3 separate regions of the Sus scrofa genome follow, and all the other regions are linked to region 1. The links are chromatin contacts, called in public HiChIP or PLAC-seq maps. All regions are on one chromosome and are shown on one strand. Each heading gives the region's core, a stretch centred on a gene start, on an enhancer-like site or on the middle of the called end of the contact. The rest is flanking DNA. Distances are from core to core; before and after follow the strand shown. Region 1 has its middle 320 kb from the start of YIPF5. Region 2 overlaps NR3C1 (nuclear receptor subfamily 3 group C member 1). Region 3 overlaps ARHGAP26 (rho GTPase-activating protein 26).

Region 1 (2,700 bases), core at 80-2,579:
CAGAAGACACATGGGCTCAGATGGAGAAAGACTCTGAGGAAGGTCAGGGAGATTTTGGAGCAGGAACAAGACCACCACTAAATTGACCTTCCCTGGAGTCCAGGTTGGACAAGAGAAGTCAGAAACAGGGAGGGAGCCTGAGAGCATAGCAAAGGCCGACTAGGATCCAAGGGTGTGTGAGAGGAACATACACAAGAGGCCACAATTCAGAAGGACTGGAAACTTCAAGATCACAGCAGAGAAGACCGCTTTGAGGCAAGGCTTCCAGGTAACCAGAGTGGAAAAGGATATCCTAAGAGCCAAGGTCAAGAAACTGGTGGACCGAGAGCTGAGGTCACCAGAGATAATAGTTTACCACTTGTCACTATTCATGGTACCTATAACTGCAATCCCACATTATTTGTTGGTTTATTTGCTATCTTTTTTTTTTTTTTTTTTACCACCCCAACTAGATTATACTCAAGGGCAAGGACCAGGTATGTCTCAGTGTGATATCTAGGATCAATCATAATCAGAGATACTTGTTGCATATTTGGAGGATAAATGAGTGATTGAAGGGTTAGGGTTGTGACTGTACTTCAATCTCTCATTTGTCCTTTCACATTTGAAGGTGACTGTGCTTTCAGAAGTTGGGTGATGTGAGTGAAAACCATTTGAGAGTTATGAAGACATAATTTTACTGAGCTATTCAACCTCAGGATTTATATACAATTGCTCGTATTGTTTTTAGGTCCTGAATTTATTCTCTCTACCTTGAAAGTGCATGTTCTTCAAAGGCAAGAGCAAAATTCTATATAATACTTCATTTCTATTCCCAGAGCACTCAGCCTAGGGCTGTAATAATACTAAGTGGATGCATATCAGCCTTGAGGAGTGGGGTGGGGTGGTAGTTAAACATTTTTGTAGTTACACAGAACCACTTCTGTCAATGCTGTTTGACAGAAGCTTCCATATCAGCAACATAAGGACAAAAAGGAGGACATAGCTCATAGGGTTGATACAAAGCTTAAATGAGAGAATGTGTATAACCATTTATCAGTGCCATGTGCACAGTTGTCCATGCATGGTAGCAAAAGATAAAAAGAATTTTTACTCTGTTGTTTAGACCATGTGAGCTATTGCATTTAGGGTTTGTCATTATCTGCATCAATTATACTCTCATGCTCTTCTTGGAACCTTGCCCCAAAGGAACACTTCCTTTCCTGGTTTGCTTCAGCAGCAAGGATTCTGCCCCAGCACCAGTCTTCCGCAGGACCAGTTTGGTCTGCCAGCTCTGGTGGAGGGGAGGGGCGGGGCTGATGACCCCAGAGGCCAATCTGGGTGTGCACAGCTGCATGCTGCCCTCTGGTGGTGGCCTTTTGGGCTGCCCCATCTCTGCACTGGACTTTCCCAGGGCTGTGCTGACCGAAAGGTACAGGGACAAACCACAGAATGAGCACCCATAGGGAATTGCCTCGAGGATTACGGGCTGGTGATGAGGGATGCACTGCACCAACTATTCTATTTGGCTCAGTTCCTCTTATGCATTATGGGGATGTGCAATCTATACCAGTGAAAAACTCAGTATCTTCAAGCATTATAAGGTCTTTGGAGCTCAGGTGACATGGTTCCAAGGCTTTGAGAGGGGGAGTAATCAGCCTAAGATCACACTACTCAGCTGTGACATTGGCCTCTTAAGTTCTGTGTGATGGTTCACCTGCCAGACTGCTTTCCTTCTGTAAGGAAAAGTCGGGGTTCTTGCCATAAGAGAGAATTTCCTACAGGAAGGCTTCAGCATTGCCTCAGGTGAAATTACCCTAAAAGACCACAGAAGACCCGGGAGCCCACCTTGTTTCTTCCCTTTCCTTCATGCTTTCTACTCAATAGCAAGTCAGACTCTTCACTTTCCCATCTCCCATAGCTGTTCCCTGTTTCCCACCTCATCTGTACTAAGCAGCACTATGCAGGAGTTCTTTGGCTTGGATGACTACACTGCTTTCCTACAATCACCAGCCCCCTCCCTGAAGTACCCTCTTTCCCCAGGATCCTCCTTCTCTCATTATTCTTGATCATGTTTCCCTATTCCTTCATAGCAGGAATCACTATTCATAATTTCTTCTTTCTTTCCTTAATGAATATCCTCTATGAAGAATAACTTCCAGGAAAGCAGAGCTCTTGTCTTCCCACTGCTATATTCTCAATGTCTGGTACATAATAGATGCTCAGAAAGGTGCTTGTTGTGGGAAAAACTGCACTTTAGATCTTGAGCAACTTGCTAAATTTCTACAACTTGCAGCTGCTCCCTTGCCATGTCCAACTGCACAGAATCATCTTAATCAGACTGTGCTCTTATGTTGGTTGTCTGAGTGAATGAGCACATAGAAGGGGTCTCATTTCCCCCAGAGCAAGCCTTGTGTGCATGTTTATACATGCATAGAGCAAATTTTATATATTTATACAAATTACATTTCTGCCTCCATGTCATTTACAATAGCTAGTGAATACGTGTTCCTTCTCCTATGCCTCACTGTAAGTCACAGTAACAAGATTTTACAGCACTAAATGCCATCCCAGTACATTAATACAAACTTGATATTATGTTAATTTGGTGGTGGTTTCTCCCTGTAACTAGGCATTCTGGAATCATATCCAAGAAAAATAATTGAATAGGGAAAGAGACTGTAGTTGCCATTAAATTAAAACCAGAGATCATGTTGTGTG
Region 2 (2,700 bases), core at 166-2,665, 520 kb before region 1:
ATGTAAGCAAGTAGGGCACTTGTTAGTAAAAGCACATTTCATGACTGACATTGTCTATGCTCCTAATGCATTCTTTTAAAATAAAAGCAAAGAATGATGAAACGACAGCCAAGACAGAATATGGGATAATAGAAAACTGGAGAGTGTAACTTATTTCACTTTGTTTCTCATTTTTGAAATGGGGCTGGTAAAAAACCTTCCTCCCTAGCTCAAAAAGGTAGTTTGAAGACCAAAATAATTATCATTCTGCCTTTCAGTTTAATTCTAGTACAGACACAGAAGGCTTCAACAGTATATCCATCCCGCCAATTACTCTTGGGATATCATGAGATCACTAATTAGGACCTTCACATCAGCATGCAGTACATTAATCAATGTGTTAGCATACTAAAGTGATACAATTCCAATCTAAAAAGAAACGATTTTTTTAATGTGGCTTATACATATGCCTTACTGGGGAGCAAATACCTGCCTTTCTCAATGTATAGAAATAGAGCAAATGCCGGAGAGTTCCCGTCGTGGCTCGGTGATTAACGAATCTGGCTAGGGACCATGACGGCTAGGGACCATGACGTTGCAGGTTCGATCCCTGGCCTTACTCAGTGGGTTAAGGATCTGGCGTTGCTGTGAGCTGTGGTATAGGTTGCAGACGAGTCTTGGATCCTGCGATCCTGCGTTGCTGTGGCTCTGGCATAGGCCAGCGACTACAGCTCCAATTAGACCCCAACCTGGGAACCTCCATATGCCATGGGAGCAGACCTGGAAAAGACAAAAAAAAAAAAAAAAAAAAAAAGAGCAAATGCCTCATGAATCATAAAATCGATATAAAATCAATTTTTTTTTTTTTGCAGTACTCTTCAAAGACTGAAGGTTTTCATCATGATTTTACTTAGTCTTGCAGAGACTGACTTTTATAGATGCTACACTTACTAGTATGCTCCTAGGAACCCTGGTTCTTTGTTAATAATTAAGGAAAAAAGGATATGATGGTCAGAAATTAGCAAAACTAAATGTTTATTTAATACAAAGGCAGATTTCTAGATTCCAGGACCTCTCAAAGCTATAATTATGCACTCTTCAGGGAGGGAAACACATGGGTTTCCCAAACTTAAACTTCACTGTTGCTGACATCTTAGAAAATGCTGGACTAGAAGAAAAGCAGTGGGTTTAGGAATTCATTCTTAAGTTGTCCTGTGGACTTGAGTATAACCTCTGTGAACCTGTTTCCTACTCTTTCTCAGTGGATTTTTAACATTTCTTTTTAAAAATTTAGATATAATTAGCATACTATATTCAAGTGCGTAACACAATGATTCAGTATTTGTATATATTGGAAAATGATCACCACAGTAAGTCTAACTACTAACATCCCTTACCACAAATTGTGAAAAATATTTTCTTCTTGTGATGAAACCTTTTTAAGACATACGCTCAGCAACCTTCAGACATACAATAGTACTGTTAACCACAGACGCCATGCTGCACATTACATCCCAGAACTTCCTTTACACTTTCCAACCCTCTTCACCTATGCCTCCCCTCCACCAAACACACCCCACCAGCACACACACCTCTGGCATCCACCAATACATAGCAAGGAGCTTTTGTTTTTAGATTACACATAAGTAGGATTGTATGGTATCTGTCTTTCTCTGTCTTATTTTACCCAGCATAATGCCCACCCATGTTGTTCTAAGTGGTGAGATTTTATTCTTTCTTTGGGGCAGGGTCCTTTCTATTCACATTTTCTTCATCCAGTCCTCCTTTGATGGATACCTAGGTTGTTTCTGTATCTTGGCTATTATAAATAATTCTACAGTGAACATGGTGCATGTATCTGTCTGACTTAATGCTTTTATTTTTTTTGGCTAAATATCCCAAAGTGGAATTGCTGGCTCATACAGTAGTTCTATTTTAAATTTGCTGGAAAACCCTCATACTGTTTTCTCTAGTGGCTACACCAATTTAAATTCCCCGAGGAGTGCACAGAGGTTCCTTTTTCTCCACACCTTCACCAACACTTTTTTGTGTGTGGCCACACCTGTGGCATGTGGATGTTCCTTGCCTCAGGATTGAACTCTCATCACAGCAGTGACCCAGGCTGCTACAGTGACCACACAAGATACTTAACCCACTGCGCCACAAGGGAATTCTACTGCTTGTTATCTTTGGACATTGTGATAGTAGCCATTCTAATAGATGTAAGGTGATAGCTCAGCATGGTTTTGATTTACATGCATTTCCCTGATGAATAAAGATAGACATACTTGTTGACTAACTGTACGTCTTTGTGAAATACCTATTCAGGTCCTTCCCCATTTTAAAAATCAGGGTATTCGTTTTTTTTTTTTTTTTTTTTTTTTTTTTTGCTATTGAGTTGTATGAGTTCTTTATAGTTTAGGATATTAACTGCTTATCAGAGACATGATTTACAAATATTTCCTCCCATTTCTTGGGATGACTCATCATTTTGCTGATAAGCTTCCTTTGCTGTGCAGAAACTCTTTAGAATGCTATAGTCTCATTTGTTTATTTTGCTTTTGTTGCTTTTGGTGTCCGATCCACAAAAACTTCAAGCCGACATCAAGGAGCTTACCGCCTATGTCTTCTGCCTATGTTTTCTTCCAGGACTTTTACGATTTCAGGTCTTAGATACTAGTCCAGTTTCATTCTTTAGCAAGATGTCCAGTTATCCCAACA
Region 3 (2,700 bases), core at 72-2,571, 790 kb before region 1:
GGTACAGGTGAGAGGACAGGCTCCCAACAATGAAGCCTCAAATGAAGCTGAATGTGTCACCCCCGGATGCCCTGGGCCCTTTTCTGGACGAAACAGGACTTTGTTCTGTGTGCGGGAAGGACAGTCTCTGCCTTAGCGGCCTCTGGGGAGCTCTTAGCTGGCGGTTCTTTTTATCCAGCTCAACTCTGCCTTCCTGGGACTCCACCCTGGCTTTGATCTCCTGCAGACTAGCAGGTCTCCCCCTTCGTCCACGTCCACGTGGCAGCCCTTTGAGTCTTTGAAGACCGACATTGCGGTGTCCTGAAGGCTTCTCTTCTCCAGCCGGAGCTGGGGTTTGGGGACACATGCATCGGGCAGGAGCAAAATGTCTGATGGGTGAGAGCAGAGACAGGATCCAGCAAGAGCGGGGAGAAGGCCAGTGTCAAGGTCAAATGAGAGGGCAGACCCTGACCTTGGGCAGTAGGAAGGGACATGGGTGAGAGGGGCAGGTTCCAGATCCACGGCAGTGCTAGAGCAGGTGGATCTTGGCCCCGGGTGGGTATGTGGGGTAGAAGGAAGGGCACACTCAGGGGTGACGTGAATGCGCTTTCTTCCAGCCTCTGCTTTGCCGCTTCTTTTTCTTTGTTCTTCGCTCTAGAGGGCCCTATGAAGCTTAACTAGGCTTTTCTCTCATGAACTTTTTTTTTTTTTTGTATTTGCCACAACTCTTGGCTGCAAGCAATAGGAACACAATCCTTTACAGGGATGGATATTGTTGGTTCATTCATGGGAAGAGCGGGGGTGACACAGACGCATTTAGGTTAAAGGCTTCAACATGCCATCAGAAGCCCCTCTCCCTGCATATCTGGGCTCCACCTTGGCCTGTTTTCAGGCTCTGCCTTTGCGATGGCAGAGTCAGCCACGGAACCTCTAGGCCTGTATCCTACTGTCCTAGCAAGACGGAAAGGCCTCATCCCCTAGTTGTGATAGAAAGTGTTAAAAGCCAGTCTCGTTGACTGCCTTTGGCCTGGGGCGAATCACATGCACCCTAGGATGCAAAGTCGGGATCCCCCAGGCAAACCTGAAGATGGAATTGGGCTCAGCCTCCCCAGCCCAAGCAGCATGGGCTTGGTGGTAGGGTGGCTCCCAAGGAAACAGGAACATGCATGCCGAGCAGAGGGAGTGGGAGCAGGCGTTCCGAGCCCTTGGCTGCCCCCGTGTTACTGAGGCATCATCCGGGAGGCAAATCTTTGACAGCCAGAGGCACAAAGCAGCAGGCTATGCTGGAACGAATGGAACAGAAAGTGTGTTTTTCTGTCCACCTTCATTGTCTTAGTCATGTTGAGCAGCAGGCAATTATTTCTGTTCACCAGCCTGCTGGCGTGATGGCCAGCAAGGCTTCCAGGGCCCCCAGAGACTGGCCAGTTGGCTTTGGGAGCGCAGTCGTCTGGTCACGTGTGCTGGGCCATTTTCCAGGAGATGGCTTTGTGTTGAGGTGCCTCTGTTGCCTGGAGGGGCCGGGGGAGGGTGTTGCTCAGCACCGTGAGCTGCAGTTACCCCTCTCTGGTGACCCATGGACTCTTAGTGACCTCATGGACTCTTAGCATCGCTTGCTGTCCATGGTCAGGTGTAGAGCTCACATTCCATGGTGAAAATACCCCAGAAAGTAAATGGCTGTGTGAGGGATTTTGGTAGCCTCGCGTTAAGCCGGATAAAGTAAATCTGCTTCATTCTGGCTCATGATTGGAGCTGAATTGCGTATTTCCCTTTTTCTCTAAGGTGGAGATTCCTAGAGAACCTGCCGCTTGTTTGGAAGCATGACACACGCTCACCCAGCAATGACACATCCGGCTTCCTTTTTCTGTCTGGCTGATGCTTCAGTGCGTTGTCCTCATTGCTTCATCATGGGGACTTTTAAAGAAAGTTTTCCATCGCTCTTGTTTCCTCTGCTCACAAAATGTCCATCCAAGTTGATGCGTATTGAGTGGCCTGCTCACTTGCAGTTACTAAACCTCTTTGCATGTAATTCTGCAGGGCAAGAACCAGGCCTTCATGTTTGTTCAGGAGTAAGTCACAGGGAAGAGCCATCAGATATATTTTTATTGGTTTCGCTTTCGAAAGACCTCCCTGAGACAGTAAATGCTGTACCGGGAGCCATGGGGTGGGCGAGCCCGAGGACGCATTGCCAGGTGAGAATTAGAAAAGCAGTAGTGGCCACCTGACATTGTTCCCTGGAGGAAGTCGCCTGGGCTGTGGTGATGAGAGGCATGTTTCTAATGCGAGAAGGAGGAACCAATGCACAGCTCCCAAGCTCTGGCCCTTTGAGTTAAGGCGCATCCTTATCTGCTCCAAGCTCTTCAGATTGGTTTTATCCCCACAGGCTTAAGACTCAAACAGTTCATTCTTTTTTTTTTTCTTTTTTCCTTCATTATGGTTTATTATAGGGTACTGAATATAGTTCCCTGTGCTACATAGTAAGTCCTTGTTGTGTCTCTATGTTATACATAATAGTTTGCATCTGCTAATCCCAAACTCCCATTTTATCCCTCCCCCACCCCCTTTCCCCTTTGGTAACCATAATTCTGTTCTCTATGTCTGTGAGTCTGTTTCTGTTTTATAAATAAGTTCCTTTGGATCGTATTTTAAATTCTACATGTAAGTGACAGCATATGGTGTGTTTCTTTCTCTGACTTGCTTCACTTAGTATGATAACCTTGAGGT

The links. HiChIP or PLAC-seq counts read pairs in DNA pulled down with a chosen protein or histone mark.
Region 2: an H3K27ac HiChIP or PLAC-seq map of alveolar macrophages shows a contact between it and region 1. The contact joins two enhancer-like sites. A contact is called at or near these places in 2 of 47 Hi-C or Micro-C datasets (embryonic fibroblasts and epiblast stem cells) and 1 of 2 datasets of contacts at active chromatin or transcription factors (alveolar macrophages).
Region 3: an H3K27ac HiChIP or PLAC-seq map of alveolar macrophages shows a contact between it and region 1. The contact joins two enhancer-like sites. A contact is called at or near these places in 14 of 47 Hi-C or Micro-C datasets (embryonic fibroblasts, epiblast stem cells, fetal heart ventricle and 9 more) and 2 of 2 datasets of contacts at active chromatin or transcription factors (alveolar macrophages and skeletal muscle).

What each region holds. Positions count from the first base shown.
Region 1 is chr2:145,350,347-145,353,046 of Sscrofa11.1, forward strand. No RefSeq gene overlaps it. Among named protein-coding and RNA genes, the nearest start is that of YIPF5, 320 kb to the right of the region's middle. Within about 2 kb of position 1,330, at least 2 of the 83 cell types and tissues checked have an H3K27ac peak or open chromatin away from gene starts, as enhancers often do. A contact at or near this core is called in alveolar macrophages, where this site is marked.
Region 2 is chr2:144,827,861-144,830,560 of Sscrofa11.1, forward strand. All of the region lies in intron 8 of NR3C1 (nuclear receptor subfamily 3 group C member 1), which reads right to left. Among named protein-coding and RNA genes, the nearest start is that of NR3C1, 100 kb to the right of the region's middle. Within about 2 kb of position 1,416, at least 1 of the 83 cell types and tissues checked has an H3K27ac peak or open chromatin away from gene starts, as enhancers often do. A contact at or near this core is called in alveolar macrophages, where this site is marked.
Region 3 is chr2:144,557,915-144,560,614 of Sscrofa11.1, forward strand. All of the region lies in intron 11 of ARHGAP26 (rho GTPase-activating protein 26), which reads left to right. Among named protein-coding and RNA genes, the nearest start is that of ARHGAP26, 260 kb to the left of the region's middle. Within about 2 kb of position 1,322, at least 7 of the 83 cell types and tissues checked have an H3K27ac peak or open chromatin away from gene starts, as enhancers often do. A contact at or near this core is called in alveolar macrophages, where this site is marked.